Linked DNA regions of Mus musculus: region 2 is linked to region 1. A link is a contact called in public Hi-C data. All regions are on one chromosome and are shown on one strand. Each heading gives the region's core, a stretch centred on a gene start, on an enhancer-like site or on the middle of the called end of the contact. The rest is flanking DNA. Distances are from core to core; before and after follow the strand shown.

What was found. Hi-C and Micro-C count contacts between places; a contact is called where the count stands out from the background.
Region 2: a contact with region 1 is called in a Hi-C map of cortical neurons, with 2.6 times the contacts expected there. The contact joins the promoter of Sh3pxd2b here to the enhancer-like site in region 1. A contact is called at or near these places in 3 of 39 promoter capture datasets (HPC-7-derived erythroid cells, pre-B cells and stem cell-derived epiblast-like cells) and 1 of 484 Hi-C or Micro-C datasets (cortical neurons).

Annotation. Positions count from the first base shown.
Region 1 is chr11:31,758,437-31,761,679 of GRCm38.p6, reverse strand. No RefSeq gene overlaps it. Among named protein-coding and RNA genes, the nearest start is that of Gm39674, 8.8 kb to the right of the region's middle. Within about 2 kb of position 1,594, at least 74 of the 459 cell types and tissues checked have an H3K27ac peak or open chromatin away from gene starts, as enhancers often do. A contact at or near this core is called in cortical neurons, where this site is marked.
Region 2 is chr11:32,346,296-32,349,155 of GRCm38.p6, reverse strand. Sh3pxd2b (SH3 and PX domains 2B) reads right to left here and starts at 1,316. Exons shown (of 13, transcript NM_177364.4): 1 at 1,188-1,316. The coding sequence starts at 1,262.

The sequences.
Region 1 (3,243 bases), core at 345-2,844:
GACTGTGAGCCAAATAAACCTGTTCTTTTAGAATTACCAGACTCGGGTACTTTGTTACAGCAACAGAAAACGGACTAAGAAACAGGGATAGTTGCTACTGGCACCTTCCTGCACATGCATTTTATGCAACTTCATTCACAGATATTGCAAATGTCACTGTGGAAAGAGATGAGGGGTGGGGGGAATTAAGAGTCTCATAACTCTAGAGCCTGGCCATCTGCCTCTGGGTAACTCTGACAATTGAGTCCCTGACTAGCTTGGGAGGCAGCAACAATTACTACCAAAATACGCGTCTTCTGGCCTCCCACCCCCACCCGTGCACACACTGGTTATTCTTATGCTGAAGATGAAGGGTCCCTAGCTGCTTTTCAGAACTGGGGCACATCTGATAGAGACATTCTGAGTTTGGGTTGTCACATTCTTGCCTGAGAAAGAGTTCAGCAACTTCACTTCCCCTGCGAGCGGGGCCTTGAATTTGACTTTACAAGTTTCTGGCAGGCATGGTTAAGGTGGAGCAGCTAAATGTCCTATGCAGTACTTGAGACTTACTTACTCCTTAAAAATTACTTGTTATTTATCTGAAATTGAGCATTTAATATTTTCATTTGTTTAAATCTAACAAGCTGGAGGTCCAGGCAGGAAGCGGGAACTCACTTGCATGGGTCTGAGCAGCTGGCATCGAGAGTAAAATGCTCTTCTTTTGCTCCATTGAGAGTCTTGTTTGCTTACCGTGAAAAATTGGATTCTGCGGGAAGCCTCAGTGGGAGATGCTTCTGAAAGTTCCAGAAAGTCTTGGGCTCTTGGGGCCTACCCAATCTACTTGGGAAAGGCTCTTCTGGAATCTATTTGATGAGTTTAAACTCCAGGCCATAGAGTTCAGGCTTCAAGACACCTCTTTGTTATAATCCCATTTGAAGCCCTAGTGAATCTGTAAGCCTGAGAAATCATTATTATCATGGGGTTGCAAACCGTGTGGGACTTGGAAGCACCCAAACCTGGGCAGAGGAAGCCCCTCCTCCTTTAGGGAGACTGACAGTTTATCTGGTTACTGAACACCTGCCATATACCCAGTCACACTGAGCATACTTCACCCTTACACCAACATCCTGGGCCAGGCCGCACAATGAGTTCTCTACAAAGGAGGCAAGAAGGCTCAGAGAGGTGGGCTCACTCCTTTGAGGTCATTCAGCTAAGAAATGGCAACAAAAGGATTTGAGCCGCTAGTTGAGTTTCTCTCTGCTGTCAGGGTGGCAGGCAAGACTGTGAGGCCCTGGGGCTGGTGGGAAAGAGAAAGTCAGCTCTCTTCAGCCTATGCACTTCAGAAAGGGACTGTCCCCTCAGGGAAGGCTGGGACCCCATCCAGAGCAGGAACAAAAATTTTAGAATTCTGTTCCATGCCTAAAAATAGCATCAAGCACCAATTTCATGCCAGGCATGGTTGCTAAGAGACCTTCCAGACGTCATCCCGTTTACCCTTAGAGCTGCAGGTGACGTCTATTGTATTATAGGTTTTTTAGCAAATGAGAGGACTGTGTCAAAGACACCAAGTGGAGGACCCAAGGCCACCTAGTGCTCAAACAGGATGAGGCCTTCCACACAGGCTGAAGGGGAGGAGGGAGGCACACAGGAAGTTGTGACTAGGAGCCTGCTCGGGCAGAGCATGAGTGTTCTCATTTCCTCCTGCTATTGTCACAAATTAGTACAAGCCCGGTGTCTTAGCAACACAGATTCATTATCTTCCAGGTTGGAAGGTTGGAAATCCACAATTGATTCCCCTGAGAAAAGGTCAAGGGGCCAGCAGGGCTACGCTGCTTCCTCCGTGCAGGAGATGATTCAGGAACCCATCTGGATCCTCCATCTGCTCTGGACCCAGAGAAAACCTTTTTATCAACAGCTGGAGCTGGTGTTAGTTGAGGCAAGGCTCTTTCAGCCTCTACACCTACAACTGAATCCCTTCTTCCTCATTCCACCTCCGCACACTGGAGGACTTGGGCTCAGCCTGGGGCCATTGTCGCTTCCCCAGCTTTATTACCTACCACCCCTGCGTGTTCACAGGGCCAGATGCACAGACTTAAATTCTATTGATGTCAATGTTTGACTCATTTGACAGCACGATGGATTATTTAGGGAGCTTTAAAATGTCCTGATGTCATCAAACCCGAGTGACTCCATCAGACTCCAGGGAATCCAAAATTTAAACGTAGATTTGTGTGACCAGAACCGCACTGGGGATACAACACAGTTCCAGCTCCCTAAAGTCTCTCGAGCTGGAGATGTGGCTTGGGAGCTTAGCATACTCCGTGCACTGCTTTAGAGAACAAGGCTCAGCTCTGCTTCCCTGGCTGGGCCTGCTCCCATGTTTTCAAAGGAGAAAAAAAGGAAGCCTGAAAAGTCCCTGCTAGAAGAGAAGACTGCAGCTGCCAGTCGGCTGCTCTGCAGAGCACACAGAGATCTTTCTCTCATTGTTTCCCCAGTAAGAACTGGACAAAGCTGTCTGAAGGAAGCCCTGAGTCGAGGAACCCCCTCTTCTTCACTGCACAGCATGGCTGCTAATTTCATGGCCATAACTAGAGGTCAAGGAAAGGTGGTGATGTAGGCAGAAAAGAGAGGGATGGGAGGGAGTCTCAAACTCCAGAATCTTAGCTGAGGATGATATACATCAAGCGGTGTGGGAGGGGGGCTTGAGGTGGCATAGAATTCCATATAAGCTTGTTCATGCCCAGGTGAGCCAGTCCTCAGAGGGGCTGGGGTCACGTTTTATGTGGTGATGTTTGTATACTTAGTTCCTCCTGTGTGTCAGCACCTTACTCCATCTCTGTCTTTACCATATCCCAGAGAGTAGCTAACCTTAATGGTTCTTTTGTACTTATAGAAAAAGTGTTCAGAAAGAGTAAGAAACATAGCCTGGGACGTGCAGAATAAGGGGATGCCACGGCTGAGATTTGGCTACAGAGTGTCTCCAACTGAGGACAGTGAAGCTTAGAGACTGTCAGAGGCTGTGACAGCATGGAAGCCATGTGTATTTGGAAGAAAGATGCTTTGTAGCTGGAATCTGAATCTTTCCCCAGTCCAGCTGTAAGTGGTACAATTCTCCTTTGAGAAGCTGGGCAGACAGCTGAGCAGGATACAGCTCCCAGGCAGCCTCGGGTCAGCAGGCTGTGTTCCTGAGCTGGGATTGGAAGGCTAAGTGGATTTAGTGTGTTTCCAACTTATGTTTTCTACTTATGATAGGGTGTTTTGTTG
Region 2 (2,860 bases), core at 67-2,566, 590 kb before region 1:
GTTAAGGGGGGGGGGGGGGGGAAAGGGAGTGGGGGTGGGGAAACCAAGACAATTTAGCTGAGCTCTGAAGCAGGGAAAACTTAGCTCTATTTAAAGATACCACAGGTCCAGGAAGCAGCCCCCCGCTGGCTGGCCCAGGGCTGAGTTACTGAAGGCCTAGACTATAACAATACACTGGAACACAGCACACCCTTTCTTGTAGAGTACAGTGGATACCCGGCCATCTCCTTTCAGAATTTTATGGGCGACTCAGGGAAGGCATGTATAGCTGTCTGCTTTGTAAGAATGGATCTCTTAAACAAATAGATCCAAAGGGGCTTCCAGGGAGGCCCCTGGCCAGCCTTTCTCCAGCCAACGCCCTCTCTAGTCATTGTTCCTCACTTCTTTGTTAGGATTTTTTTTTCCCTCCCTCTTGCTTTTTTCTTTCCTGGTTAACTTCTTCAGGACTGGCACAGCCACAGGGAAGCCAGTCCCCCTCACACCTGGAGTGAAGTCCCCAGGGCCTCCTCTAAATCCACTGTCCTACTACCCAGAACCTCTGAGGTGGAACCAAGGCCACCTCAACCTCCAACAAAGTCCCCAAGCAGCCTGAGAGGCCACTTCCCACTTGAGGGTCACCGTGGGCCCCAGGCCCATCGTCCACGTTTGAGAATCCTCAGCCTTTGAGTCTCAGCGTTCCCATCTGCAAAATGATGCCAGGGACCCATTTCCTCCACACCTTAGCAGCTCCAAACAAAATTCTCCTGTCACAGAGGGGGGTTACTCCTGGGGAAACTTTCCCACATTGTTAAGCGGAAGTTACAGGGAAGGGGCGCTCAAATGACCCATGCACAGAAGGATGAAGGGCTAGGTTCGCTAATCCTATGAGGCTGGGCGCCTCTGGGTAGGAGGGTGGCCTGAGACCCACGGCTCCGTGGGTTTCTCTCCTGGTTTCTGTCTTAGTCTGCAGCAGCGGCTGGGGCCAGACTTTTGTACGGGTGGGCAAGGCGAGAGCTCGCGAGGAGATGGCGAGGACCAAGGGGCGAGCGGGGAGATGGCGGGGAAGGCACAGGGACCAAGGGCTCGTGGGGAGACAGACAGCAGGGAGGGCGCGGGGACCCGGGGCGCGTGGGGAGACGGCGGTGAGGGCGCGGGGCACAAGTTCTGCGCGGGGCTGGGATCGCCGCGTGGCGCGGACGCCGACTCACATAATGCTTGTTGGGCACGCGCCGCTTCTGCACGTCCAGCACCTTCACCTCCACGATACTGCGCCGCGGCGGCATGGCCGTTCTCCGCGCCCAGCGCCGTGCGGGCCGGGCCGGGCCAAAGCGATCCTTGCCGCCGAGCACTTGCCGCCGCCGCCACCGCCCTCCGCGCCCCGCCCCTGCCCGCCTCCACGCCGCCCGCCCACCCTGCTTAAAGGGCCCTCCCGGCCCGGCCCGGCCACGTCCGCCCGCGGGCCTTTGTCCCCGCGCCCGGCGGGACGGCGCGCTCCGCCCCCCGCGCCCGGGCCTGGCGACTCTAAACCCAGGCACCCAAGCATCTTGCTCGAGCTCTCCATTCCCGTTAAGGGCTCAGGGAGGTTGCCCATCCCCCTCGGTGTGTGAGAACCGCTGGCGTGCCAGTCGCTATAAATCCGATCGCTTGCCCCCAGGGCTGGGGGCGGGGGCTGGGGGTCAGGGAGAGGTGGTCACTAGGTCTCTTGGGTTTACTGTCTATGACAGGGAGAGGAAAAACTGCAAAAATGGCCTGGCAGCCCTGCACAGGGCTGCGAAGGTGAAAGAGAGCAGGGATGCTGGGTAGGTAGCAAGCCCCTGACCCCGTGGGGGACTGAGTCCACACCTGGCCCTGTGCCCTGTCATTATCACGGATGCTCACTTAAAATCTCACAACACCTGGGAGTTGGGGGTCAGGAGGGGATGGTTAATCGCCTTTTACAGAGGACCTGAGGACAGCCTCTAGATTCATGGAGCAGGTGGGTCCAACCCATGGTTGCCCCACACTAAGCAAAGCAAAGCTACAAGTGGCTCCACATCTCTTTTCTCTAGCTCATCCTAGCATTGGCTGGGCGCTCAGTAACTAACAGATGCTGGCTGAATGAATGGATGGATGGATGGATGGATGGATGGACACACATAACACCATGGATAGGAAGTTCAGACTGCAGGTAGTGGTTTCTCAGCCACGAAGCAGGGGTTCCCCTTCAGGCACCTCCCCACCCATAGATCAGTCGAGGAATTTCTTAAGGGAGAGTTCTCGTCAGTCCAGGCAGGCCTTGCAGACTACTTTATTTTGAATCCCTCTGGAAACCCCTCTATTGCCTTTTTGGCTTCTTTGTCCGTGCTTTCTGCTGTTCTGGCCTTGAAGGCTGGTCTGGATGGGCTTCACTAATAGAAGGGGTTACTTGATTGGTACCAGGCCAAGGCGGGAGGATTGTCTTTACCAAAGCCAGTTTTGTACCAAAGATGGCTTTGTGCTGCCTCAGGCACAGGACTATCTTCTTGGCGCTCTTGATTAAGCTGTTCTTACTGACCCACTCGGAGATTGTGGAGAGTGGCATCCATTTGGAACCAGGGCCCTCCCTGGCCCAGTAATTCCCTCCAGTGCACCAGATCCTAAGGTGCTTCCCCAGCAGAGCTGCCACCCAAGGCACCCGCTGGTTTCTCTCATGTCCTGCACAAAGCAGAAGCACAGACTGTAGAAGTTGGATGTACCTGAATCAGCTAGCTCCTCCCACTTCCCAGTTCCCCAGCTCTGCCTGTAGCTGTAGTAATGCCATCATCTTCCCTGTCCCGTCATCCTTGCCCCCATCCTCCACCTCCCACCCTTGCCGGCTGATTTCTGAGTGTGAGTCGGATCACTCTGGGTCGCTCACAACAGT